Linked DNA regions of Mus musculus: region 1 is linked to region 2. Evidence: chromatin contacts called from public HiChIP or PLAC-seq data. All regions are on one chromosome and are shown on one strand. Each heading gives the region's core, a stretch centred on a gene start, on an enhancer-like site or on the middle of the called end of the contact. The rest is flanking DNA. Distances are from core to core; before and after follow the strand shown.

Region 1 (6,744 bases), core at 1,999-4,498, 610 kb after region 2:
CAATGTTTGGCACAAAAGGAATTCTTTTTATCAAAATGTACAGCACAGGACTTTCATGTAACATTTATTACAAATAGGGACTCTTAATCTAGAAAAACGGGACCTACCTATACGTTTATTTTTATTAGTTTTTGTTTATTTGAGTCAGAGTCTCATAGTCCAGGCTGGCTTGGAACTCTGTAGCCCAGGCTGGCCTTGAACTTGTGATCCTCCTGCCTCCGTCTCCTGAGTTCGAGTGCTGGGATTACAGGTGTGCGCCACCATGCCAGGCGCTACCTATAAATTTAAATAGTAGATTGTCAAGTTAGTTGATGACCCCAGATTCACTTCTTTAGCCTAGGGATTAATAAGATTTTCATCTCAGAAGAAATTGGTATCCCAAAAAGGTTCTGTAAATACTTGTCTCAGCGTGGAGAAACCTGTTTGTCAGAAGATTAAGATAACCTATAATTGAAAATGATCAATTTGCAAAAAGCTAACATCACCCTATCTTCTCAATAGTAAAGAATGCATAGAGGAGCTCCTAAGGAGGTTATATGGTATAAAGGTGGAAAGAGCAAACAGGTAATTTGAAATCTGAACGAGAACTCTAAGTACTCAGGCAGATTAAACAACAATAACAACAGTGCTTAAACCCAAGAATCAGGGCAGGATGAACCCGGCCAGATGACAGACAAGTTCATAAGGCAGAGGGATGAAGAGAATAAAGGCCACTAAGACAGTGTCTTAGGGAAGGAAGTAAAGAAGTGGAAATTAATGAAACGGTGTTGGCAAGAGGTCAACAGAGACCCTTGAAGTCAGAAAGGAACCACAGCTGTACGGACAGATCATCAAAGGGCTAAGAGAGAGTGCTGCAAACCAAAGGGACGGTGTCTAGTTTGTTTAGAGGAATTCTGATTTCAGATGCTTGCTATCAAATCCTTTGCTCCGATTATTGTTTTGGAAACAATAGTCACTATCTTACCTAGATTATATCCATAATTCCTAGTAAAGCATAAAATGTCTTTAGCACAACAAAATTTCAATAATTATTTATTGACAATGATAAATTACTTAAAAATTCACAGCAGAGAGTAAATCAATCTCAATCTCTGCCCCCACCCTCTCTCTCTCTCTCACACACACACTCCCCTAACTGTTCTCAAAGGATAAGCACATGTCCGTGTTTTATAGCTATTACCTAGCATTAACTAAGAATTAGAATCCAGAGCCCGTGAGGTGGCTCAACACCTAAAGGAGCCTGCTGCAAAGCCTGCTGGCCCGAGTCTGAGTCCCAGGAATCCATGGCAGGAGAGAACCCATTCCCACAAGCTGCCCCCGACCTTCACACAGGCTCTAGTGGCCAGCACCCCTCCACGTATACACACACGTACACACACACACACACACACACACACACACACACACAGAGGAAGCTGGCACCACACTCACCTCTCACAGAATCCTCAGCACTGAGAGGAGACGAAACCATAACCGGCCAACACCTGCACTGTCCTTGTCAGGGGTTCTGTAGAGAAGTTCCCACTAACTACGTTTGTCTACTATAGCTCAGGAAAATGGTGCAGTCGATCCTCTTAACACAAAATAAACTGGGAAAGATGTTCAAGGGGTCTCCACAAGGTTCAGTTCCAGAAAGGCCGAATGGTGGCTTAGACACATAACGTAACTGTTAACAATTATGGAACGCTTGCTATGTTCTAAGAACTGACAGATCCCCTCATTTAATCCCTTCAACACCACCATGAAGTTTGGGGAGCATGGCGGATTAGGGTTCCCTAACCCACAGGAAGAAGCCTGGGTTAAGGAATTCTTGGCAACATTAAAGAACTGCTGAAGACAAAGGTAATCAGACAAAGTGCTGAGATATGAACCCATGAATTCTGATTCTTAAGGGTGTTACACGGCCAAACAGAATGGAACAATTATTTCTCTTAAAAGGACAAATTACATCTCCTCAAAAGTAATCTGTACTTAATTTTATCCTTTACCAGACACTTTGTCTACTACATGCCCTAAAAGGATGACACCTGGGTGTCAACTTTAACAAAATTAAAAAAAAAAACAACCCAAAACCCTTAAGTTTGTACGAAATTTATTAGTGATGAGTGAAGAAAAATGAGAGATGATTACTGACTGTATATATGTATATATACATATGTGTATATATATATATATATATATATATATATATATATATATGTAGCATTTCACTTAGTCACTTAGTGGAATTATGTAGATCCAAGTTATTCTTTGAAACAAACACCCTTAAATCAAATAGGTCACTTAAAAACCCAAGTGCCCTCCCTGTGCTTCCAAGTTTTAGTAAGAACTTACCGTTAAACAACTTGCGTTTGGTCCATCATTGAAACGCCACATAATTTGTGGCTTTTCCCATACTCTCTTGCATTTCTTAGTCCTCATTTACATCTTAGTTTAACCACATTCACCGTGGTTTCTGAAAGTTTCTTCTCGTATTCCTCAGACTACGTCACAGATTCCCTCGCTCTTTCTAAATAAGTGAATGTCTGCTGCAAAACCTGTAGCTGCGCTCTCAGAGCTTAAAAAGCCCGATTTTTTTTTTTTTTTTTTAAGATTCCGAAGTGATCGTCCAAATACCCCGTCGCTACAACTTATTTACTCCAGGGAAACTGCCAGCAGCAGGGTGTAGGAATCAATCGGAAGGCTGTAGTAGGTGGAGGGAGAGCTGTCAAATCCTACAAGGTTGGGCAGGGAGGACGCGCCGGGGAGGCTCGAGGGGAGGTGGGGGAAAGGCAGCGTCGGACTCCATTCCGTAAACAGTCCCTGCGCCACTTGCCGAGCGCAGAGAAAACAAAATCCACCCCCGCAACCAGCCGGGCGGGACCCGGAGCGGCGGGCCTGGTAGGGGCCCGCGGCGGGCGCGGGAGCCAGGCGGGCGCCGAAGCCCCTCGCACTGCGGGCGGCGACCGGCCCGCCCGGCCTCCCGCGCCGCGCCGCTCCGGGCGCCCGCACGCCCGCACGTCGCCGACCGTCTGCGGCCGCTTACCGTGGCGCCTCGCAGCTTCCCCCGAGGCGGCCCTCAACGGCTGCCGCAGTCAGAGCACCACCCCGCGGCGGGGCACGTCTAGCCCGCCCGCAGCTCCCGGCTCCCCCGCAGCGCCGCCAGCGCCGCCGCCGCCGCGGCTCTCGCGAGAAGCGGGCGAGCGAGCGCGCAGGGGGCGGGGGAGGAGGAAGGGCGGGGCTGCCAACGGCGGCGGCCACTTCTGCGGCGCATCCGGAGGGGCGGCCGCCATTGTGCTTCGTCGCCGACTTCTCTGCCGGTAGCCCGAGAGCCGAGCCGAGCCCAGCGAGGAAGGCGGCGGCGGTGTGGCTGCGGCGAGCGCGACACTCCCTGCAGCGGAGTGCTCGGTGGAAGAGGGTAAAGAGCGGCGGCGGCGGCGTGGGGGGGAGGGGAGCGCTGGAGTGCGAGCCACCCCCACCCCCACCCGGGACCCCGGGGGCAGGGCGGGCGGGCGGGCGGGCAGATGGTGCGCGTCCCTCGGGGACCCGCGACGACCTGCGGCGCCGGGCGGCCGTAGTGCGGGGTCGGCTCACCCGGGATTTCGGTCGGTTTCCCCCAGTCCCCTCGGAGTAGGTGGAGGGAGGTAGGCCTCTCGGTGGCCCCGCACCGGGAGTGGCGTGACACGGGCATGTGAGGCAGGAAGGCTGGCTCTCCTGACCCGGGGCGAGACACGGGTGTAAGGGGCCGACTCTAGACACGCAAGGTGTGAGTAGTAAAATGCACCCTCACCTTGGAGAAACTGCGTAGTGAAGAGCGCGCACGCACACACACACACACACACCCCGAAACCACTACAGTGAACACCCTCCTTCTCCACCCCCCTACAAAAGTACGTGTTGGTATATGGGGGTGGAAATCCGTGTGGGTCATAAACATGACGTCACGATCAGTGTGAAAACAGTTTAAAGAGCGGGTCCGGGTCACACGCCATTCTGTAGTTTGTGTGTGTGTGTTTTTATTGTCTTCAGTGTCCTTATTTTTTAAGTCCCACCCCCCCTCCCCCGTTTGTATCCAGAACGTAGGGGTGAGTACCGAGATACCGTCCTGATTGACAAACAATAGTACTCTCACTAAAAAAGGTAGATCCTATGTAGTCTCACAAGATAACCCGAAATGGGGTCAGTATTTCCTTTTGAGGAGCTTTTGTGTGTGTGTGTGAGTGAGAGAAGCAGCAGTTGTGCTGAGGCAGTCGCAATGGAACCAGAAACTCTGGCATCGCCATGACCATAGTTATTTTACCTCTTAAGATCTCCTAGTTGAGATGAGTCCCCTCCACCCCCGACTCCTGGGATGCCTTTTTTAAGGAGATAGTGTGTGAAGCAGTCAGCAGAGCAGGCACACTACAGGGCATAATACTTGTACTGTGGATTTTTAATGACTTCAAACAGAAGGAATTTACCACCAAGTTTTATCATCAAGCATTCTGGTCAGAACGAAACTTGGACTTTGTGAGTTGTGTCCCTATAGCTTCATGTTTTTATGGGTTGATTAGAGGGCTCTTACCTTGTGTTTCCCGCTGGCACTGAACTCATGATGTTATCCAGACCCACCTCTAAGGTAAGATACTCTTGCTTAAGCCTTCTGAGCTCCGGGATTGCTGTGCCACCAGATCAACACCACCACACACTTCTAGTTTTGCCCTAGATGTTTGGTACACCATCCACCTCCCTCCTTCACGCCCTCCTCTTTCTCTCATACCCGAAGATTTTTTTTTCATTATTTGACAGTTTCATATATGTATATAATGCAATTCAGTACCCCCCATTACCTTATTTTCAGTTACATGATGGGTCAGATTGTCTTACACAGTGTAGGGTCTCGGGCATGCTAAGCATTTGCTCTCTGAGCTATATTCAAGACCCCTCAACCCAGGTCAGGTGTCTTGAATAAGGAAGGTTGTTTTCTCATATAACTTCACAGATTTTTCTGTGTTCTACATGAAGGTTTTGGATAATCAACTTGAATGTGAGCCATCTGTAGCCTTTATGCAGTCAAATGTTATTCCATATCCATCTCTCACACACCTGTCATCTGTTATATCCACGTTTTAATATATTTTAGGAAAGTAATGGTCGAGTGGAAAATTTATCAAGTAGTGTAAGCATTGTTTGGTTACCAGGTTAGAACTTCCCTTTGCAGGAATGAGCTTGACGCAACATCTTCCAACAACTCACAGTTTAGTCATCAGACCAACGCGTAAACATGCACCTTACTGCCTTCCTTACTGTAAATACTGTACGGACAGACTGTGGGGTGGAAAGAGGGCACACGCTTGGACAACTGTAGAGTGCTTGAGCTAAACTGAGGCTTGGCTAGGACCTGCTGTGATGATGTGCTGTTTTGGGAGGTGACAGGGCTTTCCGCAGTGGAAAGGTAATGAAGGAAAGTTAGAGCTTAGCAGTGAAGACTTGGATTAATAAATTAGAAAGTTTAGTGCCCTGTGCCATGGGGTGGAGAAAGAGCTGTTGTACCCAAGTAAAACTATCTTTATCTTTGTTGACACATTCTTCTGTGTGTCTGTAAAATACCTGGCAATACTTAGAGTGTATAAGCTTGTATCAAGCTATACCTTTAAGCAACAAATTAAGTCATGAGCTGGTAGACTGTAGATCAGCAATGGGCCAAATTAGATCACAACCTAAAAAGGAACAAGTTCCTACTAAAGTTCTTAGATCACGAAAGGAGAATTCTGTTTGCGTTAATCCATTTATCTATTTTTTTGTTTTGTTTTTACAAAAATTATTAGTAAAGTTGCTGAGATTGAATCCAAAAGAACTGAGTATAAATGGTAAAATTGCTTTATAATTTGACAGTAGACTGAGATTTGATGTTTGTGATTTTTAATTTTCTACACTAACATGAACTTAATGTGGCCAAAGCTGGTTTTACCTGTTCTCAAGTATATTTCCTCTGACTACTGGTTAGACTAGATAAGTTTGAATGGCAGGTTTTAAAATCACCTCCTCCCCTGTGCCCATTTTTGCCAGCAGCTGTAGAGAGGCTCAGCTTGTAAAAGCTAGTAATCATGTATTTCTGAGTTGGCATGAAGAACTCAATTGGTTTGCAGTTGCTGAATGAAGATTGAATTGTGTCACCCAAATAGCAAATTGATTTCAAAAGGTTATCTTTGAGTGCTGTAGAACTGATAGACAAACAAGGCTGGACGTGGTGGCACACGCCTTTAGTCCCCGCACTTGGGAGGCAGTGGCAGGCGGATTTCTGAGTTCGAGGCCAGCCTGGTCTACAAAGTGAGCTCCAGGACAGCCAGGGCTATACAGAGAAACCCTGTCTCGAAAAACCAAAAAAAAAAAAAAAAAAAAGAACTGATAGACAAGATCATTTATATTTTCCAATGATGATGCTAAGTTTTCATATTCCAAAAATAGTTTTAAAATACCTTAAAATATTAGGAATACTGTAAGTATGTGATAGCTAAGTATTCAGAGAGATTTTTCTAAAAGACCCCAGAAGTTTGTGTCTTGAATTTCTTCCCTCATTTGGCCACATTTAGCTTTCCTGCCTCATAGTGGTGTTGGTTGACATTTGGATCTTGATATTCCATGTGATCTTTTATGGTATGATATTTCAGAGTACCATTTGAAGAATGAAAATGGAAGCTATAAGACCTCTTAGGACATTTTCAAATCGTACAGTATCATTTACAGTGCACATTTACACTTAAGGGGGAGAAAAGAAAAGGGAAA
Region 2 (6,469 bases), core at 1,914-4,413:
TAACAGGGGCTTGGGAGACGGCTCAGTGGACAAAGCACTTTCAGTGGAAGCATGAGCACCCAAAGTCACATAAACCTGGACCTGGTGGCCAGGACATGGTGGTCTGTCATCCCTGAGCCAGAGGCAAAGAGAAGGGAATCCCAGGAGCAAGAGAACTATCCACACTACCTAGGGTAGCCAAATCCACACAGTTCAAGTTCAGGGAAATAACTTGATATTAACTTCTGACTTCCACATGCAGGTGCACACATGGGTACATGCACCCACATATACATTCAAGCATGTGCACACATACACATGCTGATAACTAATCTTAGAAAGATGGGAAGTTGAGCTTTAAGAAAAAGTATTAACTGATCATTTGCAAGAACCCAGAAAGACTAATAAATAGTTCTTAAACATTTGTGAGACAGTTTTGAGCCACGTGTGGGAGTGTGGGCCTATAACCCCAATATTCAGAGATAAGGACAGGAGGTCACAAGCCCAGCCTTGTTTGTGCAGTGAGTCTCTGTCTTGAAAAAGAAAAACAAAACAAAAAAAACAAAAGCAAAGAATAAGAGAGAGACAGACAGACAGAAAGAGAGAGAGACAGAGAGACAGAGAGAGAACAGGGAAAGAGGGATAGACAGAGTGGGGAATGAGGGAAAAAAACCCACTCATCATGGAGACTGCATATGTAGAGAATAGGCCAAAAATATGTGTCTGTTCCCAGCGATATAAAACATGATATATTGCCAGTCATCAATCACTATTATGTTTTTCTGGCTGGATATTACTCAGCCATCCCTGACTTAAAGAGGAGGAAACCACAGAAGGGCATTTCTCTCTGTTGCACAAACGTTTGCGTTTATGTTCACAAAGGACAAAGAACCCCTTTTGGCTTTTATGCCCCCCTTTAGAGAGTCAGTCATTCATCTGGTGGCTCTGCTCAGTGGCAACAGCACTAGTCACGATGCTAATTGAAATTGCTTTCTCCTGGCCTCCGTAGCTGTCCTCTGGGTTGTGCCCATTAGAACACTGTTGAGTATTTGTCTTCTCCTCACATCGCGTCCTCCATTTTAACCATTTGCTTTCTCTCCTTTGTACAGCTTGGGCAAATCAATCTAGGTAGGGTGTATAGTAAGGGTTTTCTAGAAAACTGCCATTGGCTTAACAACGTCCTCTACTCATAGTTACAGCTAATTCCTGTTGAGCTAATGGTTCCAGGGGCTGATGTCTGCATCCTGTAGCAATCATTCCCGTCACTTCTCCCTGCCCCCACTTACCAAACATTCTTCAGCTTTCACCAAAGCTGAAAGCCCCAGACTTCTCTGGGTGTTGTATGCACTGTTAGATGGGTTTTATGCACCAGGCAGATTTCATTTGAAGTAAATATTAATCTTGCCCGGTATATAAATGAAGCATCTGCAGTCTTCTGCATGTAGTGATGCCATCAGGGGAGGAGGGTGCATAAAGGGGAGGGGGAGAGGTCATTAAGAACAGAATGCTGGGCTAACACAAAGGAATCTAGACGGAGACCAGTTGTCTGAAAAGCCGAAGTAATTATTCTTCTGGAATTGCGTCATCAGCCCAAGCGCTGGAAGCCAGTCCAGTCATGGTCACTCCAGCTAACCACCCAAGTAGTGCCAATCCAGGCTTACTGGTGTTCAGACAGGAACCCGACACCCATTTCACACACTTACAACCTGTTAGTCAAACAGGTCTCCCATCATTCCCCACACCCCTTTGCTGACATTAAATGGCACTAGAAGTTTCCCAGAAGCCACTCCACTTTGACTGAACACCAGGCTTTCAGCTATTGGCTGTTTGTGGGCAACTGGGGTGAGATAGATTTGGGATAAGCTGGTTCAGAAAGTGCCATGCTTGTGTGGATTTATTTGTCCCTCTGATGTCTTCCTTGTTGTTTCTCCAGTTGGAATGCTCCAAATATGCACTTAAGTCTCCCATAGGAAAAGCTGCTAATGCAAATGGACATGTGTTTAGAATGGACTGTCACCTTAACCTTCCCAGAGATGAAGAAGCAGGAAACAATGGATCAACTGGAACTACTTCTTTGGTTTCTTCTTCTAAATACAAGAGGTTATTGAGTTCAGACTACCCCTTCCTTCTCCTGCCTCTGTGTTTTCAGATGACTTAAATTTTAGCTACAACAGGTAGAGTTGGATCCTCAGCTCTAGGACATTCCTCTAAAAACTGAGTTTTGACCTCTGTGCCCAAGTGATTATTGGTTATTTTAAGAGCATTATCAGAGTCTTTGACATTTTTTTTTTTTTTGGTTTTCAATATTCATCTTCAACAGTGACTTTTTCATCTTAAAAATGTCTACAATGATTCAAAACTATATAAATGGAAATGCCTGAATTCACTTTAAGTATTCTTTTTTGGTTCTAAAATATATTTTATCAGAGACTCTGGGGGTAATATGTGTCTCCATGCTTGAGGCTTTCAATACAATGCCAAGCACACACACACACACACACACACACACACACACATACACACACACACTATATTGGAAAGATTGAAAAGCTGTGGAAAAATAATAACTTATAACTCACACAAATATTGCTAAATTAGAGTTAATCAGATATGAGGTAGGGCACCACACTAACATACCAAATGCAGTGCTGTTGGCAGGTAGACGCTGCTGTGTGTATACCTGGCACCAATAACTCAGTAGAAGTCTGCACGGTCCCCTCTGCACGTAGCGTAACACTGTAAGAATCTTTAGGTATGATTTTCTTTCAAAGTAGCTTTTCTAATTTAGAAATCAGACTTCTAATTTGTCTTAGAATATACTTAGTGGATGCCAACTCTAGTTATAGCAACATTTCGAACGCTAGCTGAACACCCAACGTTAGTGAACACAACTGTTTGACTGTGTGTACTGCTTGTTGTAAGTCATGGTGGAAACCCCATTTTATAAGCTTAAGGGTTCATTCTTTTTCTTAGTCACGATTATATCTCTTGCAGAAGCAGGTCAATGGTTCTCAGCCATGCTCTCTGCCTGAGACCTCTAGAGAGACTTGGTCCCTGACGTGCTCCAGTGAACATTTCTCTTCAAAACACTGGTTCCCTTCAGAGTTTCGACACTCAGAGCAATGATTAAAAACACATACGGAACACTTTAAGTGAACTCCTTAAAACTGCAAACGCTGCTTAGGAATGGACGGTGAAAACCGGGTCACAGCCAAGAGAGCTCTTTCATGAAACTGGCCACCGTCCTGGGTAATGGGAGACTTTGGAAGTGATCACTCAAGGCTTTTGAGGAACAGAAATAGAACAATGTGGCCTCTCCATTTCAGGGCACTGTCTGAGTGACCCACTTGGCACCTCTAGCATGCCTTTCTCCAAATCCCTGTCTTAGTTTGTTTTTTGTTTTGTTTTGTTTTGTTTTGTTTTTGCTTTTGTGATTAGCTTTAGATCCTTGGCCAGGTCGGTTTAATCTATCTATCTATCTATCTATCTATCTATCTATCTATCTATCTATCTATCTATCTATCTTTCTGTCATCTTATTTGTTTGTTTATTCTTAATTTGATACAGGGTCTCCCATATCCCAGGTTAGCCTGGGACTCACTATGTAGCTTGTGGCTTGCCTTGAACCCGTGATTCATCTGCCTGTATCTCCCAAGTGCAGGAATTGCAAGCATGCACCACCACTCCCAACATGGATTTCTTATTTAATAAGCCCACTTTCTCCACTTGTCATTCCTTTACTCTACCCTACTCCCAAGGTTGTGGGCAATTGAACAAATTACACTAGGAGACCAGGGGAATCATGGGAAATCCTAAGTAGTTAGGAAATCCAAAGAAAGTGAAACCAATTTTCATATTAGAGAGGAGTCCTTTCAAATTGTGTGGCCCGCTCATCTGGGAACAGAAGCTAAATAGTGCTGGAATCTGTTTAGAGAATGAGGGAATACAGATGCTAGGACATACCTCGGCACAGGATAGTCCTTAGGGTCACTCGCTCACTCCCTCTGGCGCCCCCTTTCCGCCAATAAGAGGATTTCACTTCATGGCCCAGTTTTGCTTGCTGGCACCATGGAGCTGGGTCCTGCTAATCCGAAGATAACAAAAGCAATATATACTTACGCTGCCAGAGCCCTTAAGACACCAACCATTTCTCCTTAGCCCTGTAACAGGCAAGATGGAGATGGCCTCCACAGCTCGGGTTCCTAGTTCTGCACAAGGCACCAGGGGAATGAGCAAGAAACAATTTCATCTCCAGCCACAGAGACTTGGGCGCTTTTCTTTCAGAGTAATTACGGTGCCTTGTTTTTGTTTGTTTGTTTGTTTGTTTTTTCTTGCTGAAGATCCCGGTGTAAAAGCCAGCGAGAGAAGCAGTTAGCAGCTGCAGGGGTGTCTGGTAGGGCCTCTGCCTTCCCTCCGCTAAGACAAAGAAGCCGTATTTCCAACTGAAGCTTGACTACACTTCTCTGGTAAGGGAGCTAGACGCTTTCCCTCCAGCCACCTTTCAGAAAGTTGAGATAGGAGAGTAAATGGCTTCCTGTATCTTAGACTAATCCTCAGGAAAGCAGTGAGAAACCACCTAGGGGTTTTGTTTTGTTTTGTTTGTTTGTTTGTTTGTTTGTTTTGGACTTTGGTTTTACTCTTGGGAGAGATGAGGACATGTCTTCCCCACTCTCATTTCTTGTCTTACTTTTTAATTTATTAAAATACTGCTGGGGCCTGGAGAGATAGCTCAGAGGTTAAGAGCACTGACTGCTCTTTCAGAGGTCCTGAGTTCAATCTCCAGCAATCACATGGATGCTGGATGCATGATGGCTCACAACCATCTATAATGGGGTCTAAGGCCCTCTTCAGGGTGTCTGTAGACAGAAACAGTGTAGTCACAGATATAAAATAAATAAATATAAAAAAAAATATTTTGCTGGGCGTGGTGGCTCACGCCTTTAATCCTAGCACTTGGGAGGCAGAGGCAGGCGGATTTCTGAGTTCGAGGCCAGCCTGGTCTACAGAGTGAGTTCCAGGACAGCCAGGGCTACACAGAGAAACCCTGTCTCAAAAAACCAAAAAAAAAAAAAAAAATTCTTTTAAAAAAAGATTTATGTATTTATTTTATGTATATGGCTACACTGTAGCTGTACAGATGGTTGTGAGCCTTCATATGGTTGGTTGTTGGGAATTGACTTTTTTAGGACCTCTGCTCATTCTGGTTAACCCTGCTTGCTCCAGTCGGTCCCACTTGCTCAGTCCCTGCTCCATCTCTTCAGAGGCATCATTATGTATAGTTGGGAGCCACCATGTGGTTGCTGGGATTTGAACTCAGGACCTTTGGAAGAGCAGTCATTGCTCTTACCCGCTGAGCTATCTCACCAGTCTGAATACCAGAGACACTAACTCAATATGTTTGTAGATTAAAAAAAATAAAGTATCTCTTGGAAATGATCATTGCATTTTTGTAAATAAAGTATAACTTGCAAAATAAAGATCGAATTAGCTAAAATATTTAAATGCCTTATTTCCTTCGCCCTGTATACTGAATTCCATTTCTTCTTCCTTGTAGGGCAGAAAGGTAGAAGTGGGGTTTTGAGACAGAGTCTCATGTAGCCCAGGCTGGCCTTGAATTCACTTTGTAGCTGAGGCTAGCCTTGAACTCTTCGTCCTACTTTCATCTCAAGGGGTGGGTGTATAGGCGTGTTCCACCACCACTCATGGCTCGTGCCTCGATCCTTTTCAATTAATGTTTACAGCCGATGTCTAAGAATAATGAAAATGTTTGCCAGTCCCAGTTAATAATTGACAAGTTTCCTGCAGACTTTGCTATAACTAAATTTCAAAACAGTAACTAGGAACCTCTTTGCGCACTGTTAAGACAGTTGATGCCATTACCTCATGAGATCATGATGTTATTAAAGGGACTTTTTAGAAAAAATAAAAGGCAATCTTTTCCAGGTATGTTTCCTGCAGGGATGTGGTGAGCATTCAGCTCAGGACTGCGTTGGACTGCAGATGACAGAAGCTGGGGATAAAAGCATAGCCGGGTGGGGTCCCTTTTCCTTAGGTAAGAAGTCTGGGATCCTGGTGTGGTACAGCGCGCATGTCATCCCAGGACCTGGGAAGGGGTGGCAGGATACAGAGTTCTAGGCCAGCTTGGACTAGCTATTGACTCAGTCTTAAAAATAACAGATGTCTGGAGGTGGGCAGTTCACTGTGAAGGAGAACAAGGGGCCTTTCTGTGTTCCTTTTCTGTCAGAGTCTACTGCTTTCCTGGAAACCTCTCACTGTGGAGCCACTGGACGCTATGCCTGTAAGGAAGCCGGGGGTAGGAGGTGGGGGGAGGGGGGTCCTTTGTTTGTTTGTTTGTTTGTTTGAGATAAGGTTTTATTTTTTAGACCCTGTGACCTAGAACTCAATCGCAGGGCTCCTCCAGCCTCAGCTTCTTTTGTGCTGGGATCAAAGGCATGCTTTTTGCTTTCGTTTTGCATAAGGGGGCAGTGCT

Evidence for each region. HiChIP or PLAC-seq counts read pairs in DNA pulled down with a chosen protein or histone mark.
Region 1: a contact with region 2 is called in an H3K4me3 HiChIP or PLAC-seq map of the 230-238 cell line, with 10 times the contacts expected there. The contact joins the promoter of Marchf7 here to the enhancer-like site in region 2. A contact is called at or near these places in 3 of 39 promoter capture datasets (the C10 cell line, embryonic stem cells and pre-B cells), 1 of 484 Hi-C or Micro-C datasets (olfactory sensory neurons), 10 of 115 datasets of contacts at active chromatin or transcription factors (the 230-238 cell line, the NIH/3T3 cell line, astrocytes and 5 more) and 3 of 9 other capture datasets (embryonic tail, embryonic trunk and liver).

What each region holds. Positions count from the first base shown.
Region 1 is chr2:60,206,688-60,213,431 of GRCm38.p6, forward strand. It overlaps Marchf7 (membrane associated ring-CH-type finger 7), which reads left to right and starts at 3,249. Exons shown (of 10, transcript NM_020575.2): 1 at 3,249-3,397. It also overlaps a transcript of Baz2b not described here.
Region 2 is chr2:59,592,753-59,599,221 of GRCm38.p6, forward strand. It overlaps LOC115489517 (a long non-coding RNA gene), which reads left to right and starts at 5,829. Exons shown (of 5, transcript XR_003954038.1): 1 at 5,829-5,922; 2 at 6,157-6,277. RefSeq lists an enhancer at 5,184-6,469. Within about 2 kb of position 3,164, at least 10 of the 459 cell types and tissues checked have an H3K27ac peak or open chromatin away from gene starts, as enhancers often do.